4 separate regions of the Mus musculus genome follow, and regions 1, 2 and 4 are each linked to region 3. The links are chromatin contacts, called in public promoter capture Hi-C maps. All regions are on one chromosome and are shown on one strand. The core of a region is the stretch at or near the end of the contact, and the rest is flanking DNA. Distances in the headings are between cores, read along the strand shown.

Region 1 (4,580 bases), core at 1,028-3,527, 830 kb before region 3:
TATCTACTTTATGTCTGCAACAAATTCATAGGCATTCAGAAATCATGACAAAATTGACCATAGTACTCATTTAGACATAAACACAACTATACAAATAAGCCTATATGTGCACGCATATGTATATATAACACCAAGAACCAAATCTTCAAATGACATTAACATAAAAATAAAAATATCAAAGTAACAAAAAGGTTGTGAGCCAAGTCTGAGACTTCTTCAGTATATTGCCCCTACTCAGTTACCTGAATAGAAGCTCTCATACAGCCAGAAATGGCATCCTGGGGAATGGAGATGTCTGTGATCCCCTTCCATTATATGTTTGTCCAGTTAAATAACACTCAACTATGACAGCTGGTTGTGGGCACATCTCATGGGTTGTAGAAATAGCGCATGCAGCCTCAATTCCAAGCATCCAAATGGGTGTTACTACCTGTCAGCCCACAAGAAAATAATTGGTCAGAGCAATTCGGTGGAATGCCTGAAGTCAACTTAGTGTGTGTCCTTATCTATATGCTAGAACATATGGAACCGGGAAGCTGGTCTGTGCCAGTTCTTTTCAGCATTTGCTATTTCTGAGGGAAAGAACTCACAGGTGTGTGATGACATTTGTGCTTTGGGCAAGCAAGGAGCCCAGACCTAATTACACCTGCATCCTGGTCTGACTTAGAAGATGTTAACAAATGAACAGCACCAGGGCCTTTGGAGAGAAGCTGACGTTTTCAATGCTCTCTCATCCTGAATTCACCACCCCCTCAAATGTAAAAGTGTGAAAATATTTAAGAAGTGTATTCAGAAATCAAACCTTTACATCCCTTCATCCAAGGTCCCTGATATGTAAACAACAGTTTAGGTACATTTAGTTCCTTCAGCCCTTTAGAGGTATATATGTTCACATATACATATGAATGGTTCTGGGTCTGATGTAAGCACACTGTCTCCTGTGTAAATCTGAGCTCCGGAGACAGGAGGGTAGACATATTGGTTTGTTTTCTGAGGAATGAAATTGAGACAAATACACATAGACAACATTTTGCCCACCCAAGTGAGCCACCAGTCAGTCTCCCATCCCTTTAAAAAGATTAGATCTTTCCCGGCTTCTGTCTCCCTAGTGGACTCCTGCAGCAAAGAGCAAAGTTGCCTGGCTCATTGGGCTCAGGGATGAGGAGGAGGGTTGATTAGAGAATGCTGCGTGGGGTGGGCTCTGAGATAACGCGCGCGCCAGAGTGCGCTGTGGGCCCTTGTCCTTAACCCTTCCCTCTGAGGAGCCGGATCCGCCGTACTGCAGTGCCCTGAAGCCCTGATGCTGATTGCCCTGGGCTCCCGAAACTTTGCTTGGTTGTGGGCTTGAGTACGCAGAGCTGAGCTGGCTGGCTGGCTCTAGGAACGCACTAGGAGAGTGTTAGGGAAGGGACCCTTCAGCACCCGGAGTTCCTAGACTAGGACCACGAGGAACGGTGCAGCGGCAAGGGGAGCTGTCCCTTCAGCACCACGGACCTCCAACGACCCGGCCTTGAGAAGTGGGAGGCTGGGCAACAGGAGAGGAGCTGTCCGCTCAGCACCACGGACCTCAGCTCTCCGACGCAAGTGGCCGGCCCCCGCCCCAGGACTCTCCCTTTTCTCCAGTTTGCGCGGGGGTGTGGAGAGCAGGCGGAGAGCTTTCCTGGGAGGCTGGGGAAGCAGTGAACACTCTTCTCAGCGACTCGCCTCCCAGCAGAGCTATTTTTTGCCATCCGCCCTCACCCCCAGCACACGCGCTCGCACACACGCACGCACGCGCGCACACACACACAAACACACACTCACACACACATACACACGCACACACACACATACACACGTACACACACACTCACACACACGCGCGCACACACGCACACACGCTCACACGCTCACACACCAGACCTCTCTGGGTTTCTTTTGCCTTGAGTCTCTCGGGGCTGTGAGAAACCAGGCGCATCTCAAACCAAGCTGGCAGCTCCAAGCTCCGAAGCCATGCCCTGCACAAACGCTAGTCCTCACCAAGCTCCTGAGGAATGAAAGCAACCCAGGAATCCTCTGACCGCGGCAGTGATGTGGACCAACCCCCTGGAGCCCGCACCCTCCCGAGGGCCATAGAGGACTCGGGGAACTGGAGAGAGCCCAAGACAGGAAATCCCAGCTTTCCCAAAGTCCCCGTGGATGCTGACAAAAGGAGATCTGGATTTTTGGAAGAGGCCGTCCTAGGTTACCCAGCTGCAGAGTGATTCTCCCGTCTGTCACTGAATCTACCCCTCCAACCCCCAGCCGTTCAGAGTACCATGAAGAATTATGAGGATGTGTGACAGAGGTATCCAGATGTTGATCACTACTGTAGGAGCCTTCGCAGCTTTTAGTTTAATGACCATTGCAGTGGGCACGGACTACTGGCTATATTCCAGAGGTGTGTGCAGGACTAAATCTACAAGTGACAATGAAACCAGCAGGAAGAATGAAGAAGTAATGACCCACTCCGGGTTGTGGAGGACCTGCTGCTTGGAAGGTACTTACAAATTCCTCTCACTGGCTCTGAATGATCTGCTTCTAATGTCCTGACATGTGTTGGGGGGGAAATAGAGGCAATGGAGGGGAAGAAAAATAGTTTTAATTGTTGTTGGAAATATGTGAGGGTCCAGACTATGCTTCCACGGAGCCTGGTGCTGTGTGGATGGAAGGGTTGGGTCTTGTTGATTGGTTTTGGTCTATGCCAAATGTGATGTGATTTTGTAACGCTCTTAAACACCTTCTGCAGTTGAGAAAGCCTCTAATCCCGAGTCTCTAAGCATGTTGTGCACTGCTTGGATTTCTGTCTATAGAAGGAGACTTTGGATTTGTTTAATTACATTTTGGTGAATGGGGATTATTAAGGAATGGAAGCAGAGAAGACAGGAAGGTGCTGAGGGACTGATCTAACCTGGAGCACTCTGATCTGGTTTTTTATCTTTTAATCAATAAAAGCTTACCAGCCTCTTCTGAGTTTGGTCCAACTAGACATTGTCATGAACTCCCTTTGTTAACTTATACTAGGGAACAATATGTAAGCCCTAATCCCCACACCCTCACATCTAAAGAAAATGTCTTTATGAATAAGTGTTTCATTATTTAGGCTCAAAATAAAACTGAAGTCTTGGTGTTTGCTCTCCACCTGACTTCATTCATAAATCACGCCCATCACCAGCAAATGTATTTCCTTGACATTTAGATAAGACTGACTCTGAGAATTGCATCTCATTGCTTCTAATTTTAAAAATTAGAGGATTTGCTCTAAATTATAATGAGGTGGGCAGGCCATTTTAGAATGTGGAGCTCTTAGGTAGCCTATGTCACTACTAAACTTGCTTCACCACTTGAAGAGTGACTGTCAGTTTCAGTGGACAATACCTGGGTATCACAAGGAGTGAAAAAATAATGAAGAAAATCAAAGCTTTGTGAACCTGCTACCTAAGGGAGCCACTAGATTAAAGGGCCACTAAGAAGGGATTTTGTCTGCTTGGTTGATTTTTGCTGTTTCTCTGGCTTCCAGGAAGTCAGTGAAGTTTATCACAGTGATAGTCAGGAAAATACAGGCTTCCTCCCCTCCCCTCGATCTCCCTTGGTTCCTCCCCCTGCATTCCCTGTGGCATTTCTCAGGGTTTCTTGGGAACTCGCATTTATGTAAATGACTTGGGAACTAATGCTATGACATCACTTGCTAGTGTAATATTGCATCATTCTCTGGCCTCCTTCCCACGTCCTGACGCTCTGAACTCTCCTGCCTATAGCGCCACTACAGTTGATTCTGTTTCCAACACAGATTTGCAACTGGTGGGAAACCCAGGAGGGAAAGGGCTACTTCATGTGAAGTCAGAAAACACCAAGTACTGCTGCAAATGGTCTCTATACTCTTAGCTAAGAGATTTGTCCCTTTTAACTCTCAGTTAACCCAAGAAATGACTGATTCAGAATCAATAGTCTTGAGTTAGAACTACTGAAGCGTACACTGCAGCCAGTAAACTGACAGAAATTCTAAAATGTGGTTATTTCTGACCATTTGCAGTCGGCTAGCATGAGGTCATTCACCTTGGAGAATTTCCACCATTCCCTTTGCTGTGTTGGCAATTATGAATCGAATCAGTTTTGCAATGCTGTGATTGGTATATATGACGATGCCTACATAAGTGGCATTAAAAAAAAAAACCCGGGTTCTTCCCCAGCTAAAAGCCATACAGAAGTACATCAGGTTTATAGTCATTTTGCCCCTTGGAAATATTCTGGAAATGTAAAATTAAACAGTGATACTGACATTCTTCACCCTGCCTCATTTATTTAAATGTCTGTCAGGATAAAATCAGGGCCTACATTTCCTGAACCTTTCTTCAAACCTGCATAAAGAGCATTTCCTCCTCTCTTCGACATGCTGCTCTAGGCCTACAGTTCATGCCTGGGACCAAAGCCCCAACTGAGTGTTCCATGGCTTCAGTCGGGTAACTGAGAAAGGAGATTGGGGAAGAATTAGAAGGACTGGAGATGTGTTCTTGGGCTAGTCAGTTCTTTTGAGAAAACTTGTTGGAGCCTTCTTATAGTTT
Region 2 (4,823 bases), core at 174-2,673, 630 kb after region 3:
CCAGAAAGCATCTACTTTGATGGAATTGCACTGGACTCTTTTAAGGCGGATTCAATCCCCTACATAAAGACCAACACTAATGGTTTTAAAGCAGAAAGTACAGGCAGAGATGAGACTGTCTGATTAACAGTTCCACCATACAGCATCTCTGTGCTGTGACCCCACGGTGGGTTCAGATTGATCCGCTGAGTAACACTATGCACACTGATCAATGCAAACCTACACATTATTTTCAGTTCTTTTCTCTTACAACATGGCAGGGCATCTTTGACCATCTGCTCATGCCTGATAGCACACTGGTACGTAACAGAGACTGTAGAGGTCAGGTGCCTGCCTCCCTTCCTTTAAATTCCTCTGACACAAATGTCCTGAAAAGGGTTTTTGAGAAACCAGTTGTTACACATATCTGGCAGAAAGCTTTGGTTATTGCTGTAGAAATTTCAGTGGGCTCAAGATTCTCTCTGACTATTTCAAAAAGAGGCCAGTTGTAATCCACACAGTGTGGACCTGTGGAATCAGGCTAGAATCTTGACAGTTTGTAGGATTTTTGTTTTGTTTTGTTTTTGTTTTGTTTGTTTTTAAAGCAATAACAAATAGATTGTTGGTCACTATGTAACTTCCTAGCAGCCTAGGGTTCTCATGTTATCAGGTTCTATCATATGATAATGGTAAAAATAATGTAATATCAGTTTTTTTTTGGAATAGAAAAAAAGTTTTTTTCCATAAAGGGCATTTTGAAATGGGTCATTAACTCATTTTATTAGTACATTAATGCTTTGAGTGCTGTAAAGAAATAATGTATCAACCTACTAGGGCTACCATTGATGCAATAAAGAGTAGCACCCAGTGTAAACTGTCACTCATCTCCCCAGCTTGGCTTAAATAAATAACACGAAACCTTTGTGGTTGCGAGCTGCACCCAAATATTTGTACATGGTTGAATTTGTGCCGGATTCAGTTCATGAGCCATTTGTGGTCAAGTAGGATTTGAGTGGGGGGTGGGGTGGGGAGCAGCAATCATAATTAGCCAAATAAACTTTGTATTTAATTCTCATAATGTTTAATCCTTCAGCCAAATTCCAAACTAGGGTCAATGTCATATAGCCTCTTGTGTTCCAAGCAGGGTCTAAATCATCATCTAGTCTATGAGTTTCCTATGTAGGTGGAATAATATAGATTAAGACATGCATCAGTGGGTGGCGTGGGGAATATTTATTCAATATGCTTGTCCTGTTCTTATAAGCAAAAATGTGGTCCTCAATTCAGAGCTGTGACGAAGGGGACAGGATTACTGGTGGGTAAGCATCCTAAAGACATTCTGATGAAGGCTAGTAATCAGTACAAATTGTAACAGCCGTAGAAGGCGTTGCTCTGCAGATGGCTTTATTCTTGAGCACTCAGAACCATCTGGCACTTTGGGGCTGAGCCCAGCTCCACCGCGGCAAGAACCCATATTTGCTCTGCATTGGCACAGACTCCAGAGTCAATGGCTCCTTGACATTTTGGACTCTCCGTCATATGGCAAGTCCAGCTGCAGAGCCTGCTCTTTCCACCGTGCAGGGAAGTGGCTCAGATGAGGTTGCCTTTTGTTGAAGAAAAGGTCACCTCAGGGAGTCTGGAAGCCTTGGCTTAGATTTGTAAATTACACAAGGCACTGTGGACCATTTCTGGTAGATTTAGCGAAGTACTTGCAGTATTGAGGAATATAAGCATTTTACACGCAAAGATCTGAGCTTATGTTAATATATTGGGCAATTACTGATACGTTCAAACAGCAGAGGCTTTCTTCAATCTGCTTCTTTTTTTTTTTTTAACTTATAATAAGCCTTAATCAACACTAGAGCTGGGCAGATATCTACCCTCTAAGCTATTAGAATCTATAACCCCAAATTATAATTCACCATGTTCCATCTGGGCCGCTCTTAACTTCAATTGGCCAGTTCTCATGGCTATGCTTTACGATTTTCCTCTAACCCATGGCATCTTCCTTCTTGCCTTCTCTTTCTCCTCATGATTCTCCTCAGTACTCAAGCCAGGGAACCTCAAACCCTGCCTATCTCAATTCTGCTCAGCTATAGGCTGTAGGCATCTTTATTCCCGAATCAGGGATAACTGGGGGGGGGGGGGGTGGCAAGGTCACATAGTGTCACTTGGGTCTATGTGCAGATTCTCTAGTCCTTGGGAGCAATCAGGTCTTAGGGGCCAATATTTTACAATATAGCAAAAGACCAAACTTCAACCCAGACTCATACAACTTAAAGCTCTTACCCCCGTGCCAAGCTTTATTAGGTCCATTCCACATCATCACAGCCCAGACTTAGCAGGGGAAGTTCCAGGGCCATCAACACTGCTCTTCATATCTCTTATCTTATAATATCTTGTATAGATTTAGACTATCTGAAGGATCACACTATACTGTGCTTTTTTTTTTCTTTCTACTGAAAGACTGTGATATTTCTGAAGTAAGCAAACTGTGTGTTCACTTTTCTTCCTAGAATCCAGGACTTGAGGTAGATATCTTAGGTATTCAGTAGATTAACTGATTAATCCTGATGCTTTCTTTGGGTTTGTGCATCATAAGAAAGCCAATCGACTATGGTTTCAAGACTGGGATTCTAGAAATGAGCATTTTTATTTATCTATGTTTATTACAATGCGTGGAGATGAGCATCCTTTTAGGACTATTTGACCATGTTGATACAGTCTTCCTGCTACTCTTTCCCAGGTGAATCAGCAACTTGAAAGTGTTTTGGCTCCAGTGGTTCCTAAGTCATGTGATTTTTGAGCTAGATATTATTCTAGATGTTATTCTCTGAAACTTCAATTTCTTCACCTCTAAAATAGGGTAATAATACCTAATCTTCTCTGAGGTAGTGTACTTTATGAAATTAACATATAAAGAGAGAACACTGTGACTAATATTCTAAACCACTTACCAGGTCTTGAGAAGAAGGCTGCTCCTGCCTACTACCTCTGCAGCATAAGTTTCACTAATCTCTCCCTGAGACCACTTTCTTCCTGGAAAACAGGACATCATTCCAGTTATCCACTGCTGTCTATGATCTATCCTTAGAGGGCTGAAATGACCCTTCATGATTTCCCACAGTTCTACATTTTGACTCAGCACGACAAGTCTCCTTTGCGGTTTCTTAGGCAGTACCCATGGCAACCTCTGGAGGCTGGAGACTAACTCGTGCTGTTGGGAATAGACCTTCTGCTGGGAGCTGTTCATTGGAGACCCCCCAGGAACTTTCTCCATATTCTCATAGCTAGGTGGTCTTTGCCATATGTCATTTTCATAGGAGAAAGCTTGAAGGAAGTTGTACTGTATATGAGCCAACCCTTAAACGTCCACACCATCCTGTTGGTCAGAGCTGCATCTGGGGCCAGTTGGGTGTGAATACTGTGAGGTGTGGTTCCTGGTAGGGAACACTGTTAGAGGCTGTGTTCTGAGACTGGTTAATTCCACCAGCTCAGCTTCTTTCAGATAGCGTGTGGGGATCTGTCTTATGATTATCTATATTTAATAACCCCAATCAGGTTCATCCTTGCCGTCATGGCTGTTAATGGATTCGGTTACTCATATGGCAGCCTGCAGCAGTGGCATGCACAAGTATCTGATTATCATGCGAATCTTGAACTGCATTGCCATCCCAAGAAAGTGACTATTCAGTGCAAGGTGATCGCCTTGACATGGCTTGATCCTCACTTTAATGGGTTTTGAATAGGCCTTCTCAAGCTGGCCCAGGCTTCTGGAGTCTATATCAGGCATTCTTGAAGCAGTCGACAGTAGTTTGCTTCAGTGTGAATGTTCCGTTACTACAGATGAGTTAGATTAACAGCTCCCAACTGTCAAACACGTAAGGCAGATTTCCATATATTTAGTTTTAAAATCCCTCAGTGAATGCATGTTTATCAAAAAATTTAAATGACATAGAAATGTTAAATCAGAAAGGCCCATCACCTACCCATGCTAGTTCATTACCATTCTCCTGGGGTATCTATCTACATTTTTAACGCTTGGGTCTCCATCTTCTGATACTGTTTTCTATGCTTCTTCACATTATGTTTATGGGCTTGCTACTTGTTAAGCAAAATTGGGATCATTCATTCATCTGGAAATTCATTTCTGTTCACTCAGAAATTATTTACTGAGAACCAGTATGCTTAAGACCTTACATTTCAAAAGTAACACATCTTTTGAAAATGGTTTCTTTTATTTTTGAAATTATAATTAAATAATTCTCCTTCTCCTTTCCTCCCTCCAAACTCCCTACACACCTTTCTTTTCTCTGTTTCAAATTATTAGCACATTTAAAAAATTACTGTTATATGCACGTATATTTATGTGTTTATGTAGATATATATTCCTAAACATAACCTGCTTAGTCTGTATAACATCACTTTTATGGTAAACATGTTCTCAGGGCTGAGCACTGGTATTGGATAGCCAGTTGGTGTGTACTTCCCTGGAGACTATTTTTTTCCAATTTTCAACATTCCTTAGTTGCCTGTAGTTCTTTGTGTAGGGTTGAGGCCATATTGGCTTTACCTCCATCCATATTAGCATATATATTGTTGATGGCCTTGTGCAGCCAATGTTTAGACAGCCATGTTGATGAGATATTATGAGTGTAGCTTCTGATGTTACTAAGAGACACAATCTTACAGCCAACTTTCTGATCCTCTTATAAGATTTTTATTCCCGTTTAATAATTTGATAATCAATCACACACACACACACACAGAGTAGAGATCAGAGAGTGGCTTTGGGTATGTGGCTTTGGGTACATACACATTTAAAAAAATGAAGACAGCTTTGG
Region 3 (4,574 bases), core at 1,874-4,373:
TTCGGAGAAAGTAAAAATGGGGGAGCTGGGTTGTGAACTCAGGTCTGTTTGCCTCTTCCAGCCTAAGATCTTAACCTCTAGGTATTAATCCTTGTTTTCATGCTTCTTGCCCAAGATCATAGTCTTGGGGAAGACACGATGTGAATGAAGCCTTCAGATAGGATCCTCCCTCAACTCGCTTCTGGCCTGGGATGAAGCCACACTTCAGGAGATGGACAGGAACCTGGACTGGGAAGGACAGAACATCTCTTTCCCCCATATTTGACTTTCTGTATTCATATGGGCAGATCTGAATGCTGGTTGTCTTAGTATTTTACTGCTGTGAAGAGACACCATGAGCAGGGAAAGTCTTATAAAAGAAAACATTTAATTGGGGCTGGCGTAGAGTTTCAGAGGTTTGGTCCATTATCATCATGGAACCAAGAATGGCAGCGTGCAGGCAGACATGATGCTGGAGAAGAGAGTTCTATATCTGATCTGCGGGCAGTGAGGAGACTGTGTGCCACACTGAGAGTAGCTTAAGCATAGGAAACCTCAAAGCCTGCCCCCCACAGTGGCACACTTCCTCCAGCAAGACCACACCTCCTAACAGTGCCACTCCCTATGGGCCAAGCATTCAAACACATGAGTCTGTGGGCACCACACCTATTCACAACAGCACACTGTCCCTTGTTTGGGAGTCTCACCTTTTATCCCTCTCATACATCATGCTGGGATGCCTGTTCTTATGAGTCAAGTTTTGGAATAAAAATGCCCCGTTTCCATTTCTTAATAGTTTTTCAAGAGCACACATACATATAGCATAACTAAAGACACAAACTGAACATTGAATGGGCATTTTAAAATAACAATAAGATTCAAGGTTTCCCTGGACAATCTAAGTTTGCATAATTTCCATCTTTATGATCCCATTTTATTTTGGTAGTAAATAATTCTGATTCTTGAAATAGATGAAAAATTTACTTCAAATATTCAATTTACTTGTCAAATGGATATTGAAGGGACCTCTACTGAGTGAGCCATAGTGTTAGGGATACAGTATAAACTACACGGTCTCTGACCTGGTGTACTCTGAGTCCTTACCATTCTTAGGTAATGGCCTATGTTCCCTTTTTTGGTTCAGCTGTTCTTGGTGTCCTGAGTGGAGGCTTCCAGCTTCCTCCAGAGAAACAACCCTGTGCTGGGTCTCCAGTTGCTCTGGCTCAAAGTCAGCTACTTCCCACACAGTTCTAGGTGGGGCTTGCTTCTCTGAAGGCAGAGGGCTACTGACCTGCAAAACAAAGTCAACATCAACAAAGAAAATCGGAGGAAAGGAATTGCAGTCCCAACAGAGACGTTAAAGGGCAGGAGAACTGAGGGGGGAGAGGATCTCCACGGACGGAAGCGGGCTCACAGTCATTTGGGAATATGGGAAAAGGAGAGCGCTCTTTATTTGTGTATTTTTTTGAGGGGTCATTACTACAAAGTCCTCTTATATATCAGGTGCACAGAGAACTAATCAGAACACTAGTGAAGTGAAGAATCACAAAATCAACTCCTGAGCACACCCTGTGCAAGGTGAGACTGTAAACCTGTCAGACACTGAGGACTTCACACGGTTAACAAGAGGGCGCTGAGAATAACTACAGACCGGCAAGCAGGGACATAGAAAAATGATGATCTGGCCGTTAAACTGGATGAGCGCGGAGGAGCACGGCACAGAGAGTATTTCACAGGACACCTGCTGGAATGGTAAGGGTTAGGGAGGGCTCTGGAGATCCATGAGATCTCCCTCTCCCACCAAACCCTGTGAGGCATTAGCTATTTAATACTGTCTCTATCGTTTTGGTAGAAACATTATACTGAGGATTAGAACAAACAAACCATACTTTTAGTTTAATTTGCAAGATCATAGTTCAACCAAAATTCTCTCCTCCATTTAGTATGAATTTCAAATCTGCTTTTTGGGGAATTTGGTTTCCGGATCTTTTAAAAGTCCCATTTATTTCTATAATGAGCTCTTCTTCCAGAAATGTAGCCCTGCCCACCTGCCTTTCCCACCACATCCCTTTAAAATCCTCGCTCACCTGCTTTCGAAGTCTTCTGGTCTCTTTCTCCAAATGCACTACTAGGGCCACCGCCTCCTCTCCGCTTTCTGGACATTGCTTCTGCGCCCAGGTCTGAATCTTCTCAGGCAGAATGGTGAGAAACTGTTCGATTACCAGCTGCTCGAGGATCTGTTCCTTGGAACGCATTTCTGGCTTCAGCCACCGACAGCAGAGTTCCCAGAGTTTACTGAAAGCTTCATGGGGTCCTGTCACATCCTCATAACAGAACTGCCTGAAGCATTTACGGAAGGACTCACATTCAGTGCTGCCTGATCTTTCCAGAATGGGCTCCGATACCCACTCGGAGTCCTTTTCCACTTTCATTATGAGGCACTCCTCAACTTCCACGTCGATCTGAGGGTTCATGACAGTAGCCATGATCCAATGGGGCCAACAGGTCTAGCTCCAAGTCAGGGCCCAGAGAAGCTTCCGAGTGCCCTCCACTTAATGCCCTTGGAAATATGGGACCGTAGAGACATAAAAGACAGCAGTTAGCTGGGACAAGGAACTCCAGGCTGATTAATCAAATTTGTACAAGGCTCTTGAAAGGGTGAATGTGCACCCACCCCAAAGTCTGCAAACCCGGCCTCTTATCCAATCAAGATGCGCCCCCTCCCATGAGGTTCTTTAAGGTGCAAGGTCGGAAAGACCTTAGGTTAGAAGCTAGGCTGGAAGGGGACCCAGGGGACTGATGCTGGGCGGAGGCGCCGATCGGGAGGGGGTGTGTCCGCGAGGCGCGGCCAGCCCTGGGGTCCTGGTCCAGGTCCAGGCCGCTGCAGGTGCCCACCAGGGGCGCGAGCGCAGGAATGTCCGGACTCGCAGCGGCGCCTGCAGCGCTCGGGGTTCCTCCGCACGAGGATGCCGAGAACCTCGGCCAGAGGGGAAGAAGCTGCGGGATGAGGCTAGGCCTCGCGGGGGGCGGCGAACGGCTGGCGCGCTGCCCTGTCAGCTCCGCCAGCGCAGAGCGCGGGGGGCGCTGGGAGCCGCGGCCACGCATGCGCCGCTCGCGACCGGGGTCCGTGCGAGGCTTCCTCGCGGGCAAGGAGGGGGGCGGGAAGGCATGCGTGGAGGAATCTCGCGAGAGCGCGCAGCACCGCGACTTGCCGCCGAGGGACTTTAGGAATGAGGGTGAAGGGAAATTCTGGGCGGAGGGACACGCTGAGGTCTGATCCTATTCCTCCAGAGATTGTGAAGCAGGACGCGAGCTAGCGTCCTGCCTCAGGCCAGGCAGACGTTGCGGGAGGCTGGAGTAATTTCTTTAGTGGAAGGGGTGCGCGCGTGTGTGTTGGGGTTGCGGGTGGAGGGACTTCTTTGTGACAACTGGCGGAGGGATTACAGTCAGCATCTGGCTGTGCATGGATTGCTACTGTCTGGGAGCCTTGGTTGGAGCCAGGACTCCTGAGGAAGGATGTGTGGCTAGCTCTGTTCAAATGTATGGTCAGGAGAAGGCTTATTTTCATTTTGGGGAATCTCTTAATTACCCAAGGCTCTGAGGTCTGAGTAGCCAACGGGCTATCTGGGACCTAATAGGACCGGGCCTAGATTCCCCTACTGCTGCAAAACTTCATAGCTAGATGTCTCAGAGCCTGCTGGCTCATAAATGTCTGTCCTGTAAGTGCCTACTTTGTGACAATGTTTTAGGCTCTTGGCATCGTTAGTGGGCAGCACAACTCTTATTCTCAGAGGCAGGTAGCTTATTAGAAAACAGACCAATGACTTATTTCTCAAAGGTTTTGCCATGATTTGGCTAGTTCTAGCATCGAAGCGGCATAGAGAATACCATAAGGATAAATGGCACGGCATAAACTGAAGGAAGGTCAGAACGGAATAATCCGCGGGTGCATCTAGTTAGTATCTGCCACGGGAGAGATGGAGCCAATACACAGCCTGTTTTAATTGCATTTAAAGATAGTATTATTGAGTACTGGTTTCTTACCAGACATGGTGGTAGGTGATAAGCAAAACAAGATCTCCTATCATTAGTAGTTACAAATAAAGTTCTGTATACCTGGGGTGAATCCTTCCAAGAAGAGAAACACATTCAAGATTTGGTTTAGGTAAGAGGTCTGGGTGAATTTCTTGGAAGAAGTAGTACTAAGGATGAGATCCAAAAGACAGACCTCTAGTGGGGATTGAGCAAAGACTGGCCTTCACAAGAATCCCATAGAGAGGATGAGGTTGTCTCTATTTTAGAGTTTAGGGCGCTGAGACCTCAGTAAGGGTGGTGCAAGCGCTAAAGGTGATGGGGAGTCATGGGATGAGAATAGGGTCTTTTATGTACATGGCCCTCTTGTTGGTATTAAGCCAGGTGCACATCTCAGCAGCTCAAGGTCACAAACTTGAAGGCTTGTTGGACTTAGGGAGATTTACCATGAACTGTGTGAAGGAGAGTATAAGATAAGAAGGAGCTGGGTGTGATGGCACATGCTTGTAATCCTAGAACTTTGGAGGTGGTGGAGGCAGCAGGATCAAGAGTTCAGGGTTGTT
Region 4 (5,289 bases), core at 1,997-4,496, 700 kb after region 3:
ATAGAAAGTGGCGAGACCAGGGGAATGACTCAACCTGTCTGTGGGGAGATAGCCAAGTAGCTGGGGATGGCAGAAGAATATAGTCTAATTGGGACAGGTAAAGTCTGGATTATCAAAATGTTTCAGCTGCCACAGGAGGATGAAATGCAGACAGGTGGGCCTGGGGATAACATGAACGGTGATAGCCAGAGTGAGAGCATGGAAGTTATTAAATAGGCCAGATATGAAAGGAACAGGGTCTGCATGAAGGAAGGTGTAGATACAGAGGAGTAGGCTTTTGGGGACTCTGTAATTATGGCTTGGGAGGGGCATCCTGGGGAAATTAAAAAAAAGATATTCTCACACTCCCCCTCATACTTTGATGCTTCCTGTGAGTATGCATAAGCAAGACCCTGGATGATCATAGGGTCAGTGAATCGTGGGAAGAGCACAGATCAGGTGGTAGGAGTAAGGAAGCACTTGGATATGAACGACAGAGTCCCTTAAATCCAACACATACTGGAGTTAGATTCTTCAGAAGTGAGGAGGGTTATAGTACTTGTAAATGTTCCCCCCCACACACACCTTGAAATTAATGTAGAGTTAGCATTGTAAGAGGGGGGCAGACTTTTGATTTCTCCTTGAGCCTTTTGGGGTGACAGCTCTAGAATGTTCCTGGCTATATCTTCAGTCATCAGAGCGGGTTTCACGACTTTATTGCCAAAGCCATAGCTGAGTGTTTATGGCCGAGTGATAAATCCCTAGAATGCGGATTTCTTACTGGAAGTGCTGACTCAATCTTAACTTTCACACTGCAAATGGTGCCACAATAAAATGTATATATCAAAGTTGTGGTGACTATAAAGGTCTTTTAAAATCGAGTTGACATTGCAGTATGTTTGCTTGAGATAAGGTGAGGATTTATGTTCATAAATAGAATTGTTGAGCCTGAGGAGCATAATTGGTGACTTGGGGTGTTGAGATTTGGGCATCTTTTGTCCTTGATCCTCAGTAAAATTTGCTTTTCTTCTGTGGGAGGCAGTCTTACTTTTCAGATCTCAGCTTGTCTGTGTGCACAGATAGAGATATCATCTTGAGACCCCTTATAAGTTTTCCTGTGAAATACTTTCCAAGTCAGTTTAATCCAACAAACTATGGTGGATGTTTTTTGTTTGTTTGTTTTGGCACATTTTTTTTTCATTACTCTCTATGTTGGATGCCTTACTATGTGGCCAGAATATAAACTCAACTAGAATCATTAGAGTTAATTTATAGTCTAGTCTTTGAGAGAGACTTTTTACTCATTCTCTGTTTACAGGTTCCTTACTTCATGTCTGCCCATAATGCCAGGGTGCTCAGAGGAAGCAATGGTCATGAGAAGTTTCTTGCTCTCAAGGGACTTCCACTGATTAAAGACAGGCAAATAAGAAAGATATCATGAAATAAGTACTGGAATTGGAGTGTTTTTTTTCTTTCTTCATAATTGCTCCAAGAAGTATTCATTTCTTTCTACAAAAATCAAGAAGAGTGAATAGAAGGAAGTTATTAGATCTGCATACTGATACCTATGGCAATAACCCCAACTATGGTTTCCCTCTCAATGTGTTAACTATTTGTGGTCAACAATGGTGTGGAAATTTTCAGAAATAAACAAGTTATCATTTCAAATTCCACATTCCTCTAAGTGCACCACAGACTCTGTGTCCACTCTTGGGTCATCCTGCTTAGATGTGAATCATTCAGTTGCCCATAGTGTCCATTGTGCCTATATGACCCTTCTGTTAGTCACTCAAGTGTTAGAACTATCCACAGTGTGGGGCATCAGCTGTGGATAAATCGGAGACTACTATTATTTACAGATAAAATCCTTGGAGATATGAAAAACCAAGACCCATTGAGGGCCATTGTGGCTGGAATCTAGGCAATGTGTATGGAAATTGCACCACAATTAAATAAATTACTAATGAACTACCAGACCCCAAGTCATAGAGAAAGTGTGGGAGGCCTGTCTTAATGAAGGGTTATACTTAAAATAGGAGAGGTGGGTATAATTAGGGCCACAGTAGTTGTCTGGGAAGATTGATAGCTGGGGCCTGGTTTTAGGAGCACTCAGAAAGGGGGCTGGGGAAGGATGATGCAGACATGGGGATGCAGAGAGTGAGTTGGCAGGTTTCAAGCCTATTACGTGTTTTTTTCCAAATGAAAATCCATATTGTCTTTGGCCTTATACAGATTTCTTTTGGAACTTATGGCTATCTCCCTGACCTGTGTTCTGACAGGTTTCATCACAGGGAGACTATAAGTATCCCTGAAGAATCTGTAGTGACCCAGAGCCTCGGCCACCTGCTGTAGCCACGTAGCGTGAGACAAAAAGTTGGATATCAGCAGAGCATCCTGGAGGAGGACCCAGAGATATCCTTATCCCAACAGTCAATATTTACACTCCTCAAAGTGCTTGATTAAGATTGCTCCGTTGGCACACAGCCCCTTGAAACACACACACTGGGTACATGTTCTGCATTGCAAAGTGCGCATTTTTAATATCGATCTCTCAAAATCCAACAGGCCTCATTGATTTCCACAGGACCTGGAAGAAAGACTGTGATAAACCAAAGACTCTTACAGCTTCATCAGCCTGAGAACATGACTTATTTTCCTCTCCCTTGAACTTCTCCTGGCTTTCTGGGAAGATAACTTATTTTTATTTCTCTCTTTATTTCTTTATTTTTGAATCAGCCTGTATTAAACTCCTATAAATAACCCCTGAGACACACGAAACAGATTCATTTAATTTTCCTTTAGTTATCCTAAGTCGGAACAGATGTGTGTCTGTGATAGAAAAGGGGAGGGGAGGATGAATCATAGGTGCGGGGAGGGAGATGAGCTGCCTGCTGGCATCTGAGGCAGAATATCTGATTTTTGGAGGTTGGCAGTCAGCGCAAGCCCATTCTGGCAGCATCAAAGCTTGGACCTAATGACATATGCCAGAGCTGAGTCCCTTAGGAAGCTCAGATTCCAACTAGCCAGCCAAGTTTATAGAATGATGTGTTCTTAAGCTTCTTCTGTCCATGGTGCTGAACAGTTGCTTGGGTCATTTAATGATGTTTATTTTCTTATATTACTAAAAGATATGGTGATGGAGCAGGTAGATGAGAGGCTGGAAACTTATCTGTGGGAGTTTCACTGAACATCTGTTTCTTGTCCAGGGCTTACTTAGAATCTTGGGCTGTGAGAGACACGCAGCAGATATTCAAGGACAAGGCATCTCTTTCTAGCTTGAGAGCAGGTGCTCTTTGCATTGCTGACTAGGAGTTGCTAAGTGTTACATTGCAGGGTGTGCTATCATGAGGCTTTTTGGGACATCAAGAATGAGCCAGCTTAGGGAGAAGTCTTCAAGTTTAAGCTCAGGAAGGAAAGGGGGCCAGGATCCTCATCCGGCCTGGCATGATACAGTATAATGCTCAGTAGAAAGAGCAAGCAGAATGAAAAAATAAAAGTGGTTACATCAAACCTTCCAGGATCCTAGCAGGGATTGCCAGAGCCCATAAGATCCAGAAAGATGTCATAGTCCAGCCACCTGCTCCTGGAGATTGGATCGAGTTTTGAGGCAAGAACTAGAGGAGTCCTATAGAAGTAGATTCCCAGGGGCCCTAGACCACTATGAATAGATTGGCATAAGTTGCTTATCAACTTAATAATCACTGGGAAACTCCTAATTGAGACTCAATGTATTTATGCCCCCTCCATATATCATCTAATTTTCCAACACTACTGGCTATCCTGCATCCCAGACTTCTTAGAATAAAGGTTCAGAATTAGACAAGGTGCCTTGCCTCCTTTGGCAGGGTCAAGTAGCTTGGGAAGATCAGTGCAGTTCAGATATCAAGATTACAGATAACCACTGCTATGGAAGCACAAGTCAGTCACAGCTGATGTAACAGTAGTCTTTTAACTTTGTTACCATGCAGCACCAAGATGCCAGGCCATCACTGAAGAACTCTTGAATCTTCGCAGTCCTATCCATGAAAAGGGATTTCATGTGGGTAAAGGCATTCAAACCCTGTGAAGTATTTTGGATGTGGCTTATAGTTTAGAAGCATAGGGTGTTGTGTAGGTGCCAGCATGCTCTGCTAAAGGTCAGATAATAAATTCTCCAGGGCTTGCAGGTTTGAGGTGTCTGTTGCAGCTCCTGAGTTCAGCTGTTTTTATATAAAAACAGATTCCATGAGGAGGGCATGGGTGGGAGTGGGTAGTTTTGCTAGTGAACTCCCATTTCCAGGATTGGCCTGCAGGATGTATCCTACCATGCTGTTGAACAGTGTTCTAAGAGTTTTACCAAGAAGATTCTATCAGAGGTCCAAAAGCCCAGGGCAGAAGAAAGACACATCCTATGCCATAAATGTAGCTTTATTTAATTCCATTGCAAATGACCAACAGTGCCCAGTCTGAATGGAGAATACAGCAAAAATAATTACAGGGAGCTGAATGCCTGGCACTACTGGCCTCTTTAGTAATGAAGTTGTAAGGGCCAGCAAACAACACCATGGCTGCAGCTTCATATTGAGAAATGTGAAGGTATTCCTTGAAAGATTCAGAAATCATAGAATGAATCTCTCTGAGGCAGAGTCCCCAAGATAAATGTTACCAGTTAAAGACAGTTGTCAATTCGCTGGTAATACTCTGCCTGATCAGACTATAAAGAATCAGGAAAGCAGTCCCTGAGAAAATGTCTGCTTTTTCCTGTTCATCAGGAGCAGCATAGAGAGGATGGGGCAAATAGAGTTATTTGTAGTTGATTTTAAAGGAGTAGAGAGATGGAGTAAAGATCTCAGGGTTCGAGCTTCATGGCTGGCACAGGGTCATCTAACCTGCTGGAGAACACTAGGATTTTTCGCCTCCCTTTCTTCACCTCACACTTTCCAGGCTCTGGCAGAATGCAGCGAGAGGTGGGTTTTACTTACCCTTACTTTCTCCAACATCTCCAAATTTTGATCAAGTGAGAGATGAAAAGATAATGTGAGCTCTGACCCAGAGTAGCCAGGGCATGAACAATAAAGATAGAGCCTCAGAATAGCCCCCCAAAGAAACTGGATAGAGCAGAGGCTCTGTGTTGGCTGCAGATTGTGAATGCCTCAAGGTCGTTCAGTAGAGAACATACCAGGTGAACAAAGGAAAAGCTCATCTTATTCTTGCTATTTGGCTCAGGAGCAGGCTGGCATGAATAGAGATAGCCATACTTAGGGGATGTCCATGGTTCACGGTAGAACTTTACCTGATCCGATCTATGCCAATATTCTTGTGTCTTATCCC

Evidence for each region. Promoter capture Hi-C pulls out the DNA fragments that hold promoters and counts their contacts.
Region 1: a contact with region 3 is called in a promoter capture Hi-C map of embryonic stem cells, with 3 times the contacts expected there. The contact joins the promoter of Cacng3 here to the promoter of Zkscan2 in region 3. A contact is called at or near these places in 4 of 39 promoter capture datasets (embryonic stem cells and liver).
Region 2: a promoter capture Hi-C map of hippocampal neurons shows a contact between it and region 3, with 3 times the contacts expected there. The contact joins the enhancer-like site here to the promoter of Zkscan2 in region 3. A contact is called at or near these places in 6 of 39 promoter capture datasets (the 3T3-L1 cell line, 3T3-L1-derived adipocytes, hippocampal neurons and 3 more) and 2 of 115 datasets of contacts at active chromatin or transcription factors (embryonic forebrain and forebrain).
Region 4: a promoter capture Hi-C map of second pharyngeal arch cranial neural crest shows a contact between it and region 3, with 3 times the contacts expected there. The contact joins the enhancer-like site here to the promoter of Zkscan2 in region 3. A contact is called at or near these places in 7 of 39 promoter capture datasets (the 3T3-L1 cell line, the HPC-7 cell line, cranial neural crest and 4 more) and 2 of 115 datasets of contacts at active chromatin or transcription factors (astrocytes and stem cell-derived neural progenitor cells).

What each region holds. Positions count from the first base shown.
Region 1 is chr7:122,669,467-122,674,046 of GRCm38.p6, forward strand. It overlaps Cacng3 (calcium channel, voltage-dependent, gamma subunit 3), which reads left to right and starts at 2,278. Exons shown (of 4, transcript NM_019430.2): 1 at 2,278-2,518. The coding sequence starts at 2,308.
Region 2 is chr7:124,130,053-124,134,875 of GRCm38.p6, forward strand. The region is part of intron 1 of Hs3st4 (heparan sulfate (glucosamine) 3-O-sulfotransferase 4); the gene reads left to right. Among named protein-coding and RNA genes, the nearest start is that of Gm25759, 14 kb to the right of the region's middle. Within about 2 kb of position 1,424, at least 26 of the 459 cell types and tissues checked have an H3K27ac peak or open chromatin away from gene starts, as enhancers often do. A contact at or near this core is called in hippocampal neurons, where this site is marked.
Region 3 is chr7:123,497,503-123,502,076 of GRCm38.p6, forward strand. Zkscan2 (zinc finger with KRAB and SCAN domains 2) reads right to left here and starts at 3,124. Exons shown (of 7, transcript NM_001081329.2): 1 at 2,067-3,124; 2 at 1,084-1,270. The coding sequence starts at 2,465.
Region 4 is chr7:124,196,070-124,201,358 of GRCm38.p6, forward strand. The region is part of intron 1 of Hs3st4 (heparan sulfate (glucosamine) 3-O-sulfotransferase 4); the gene reads left to right. Among named protein-coding and RNA genes, the nearest start is that of Gm25759, 52 kb to the left of the region's middle. Within about 2 kb of position 3,247, at least 13 of the 459 cell types and tissues checked have an H3K27ac peak or open chromatin away from gene starts, as enhancers often do. A contact at or near this core is called in second pharyngeal arch cranial neural crest, where this site is marked.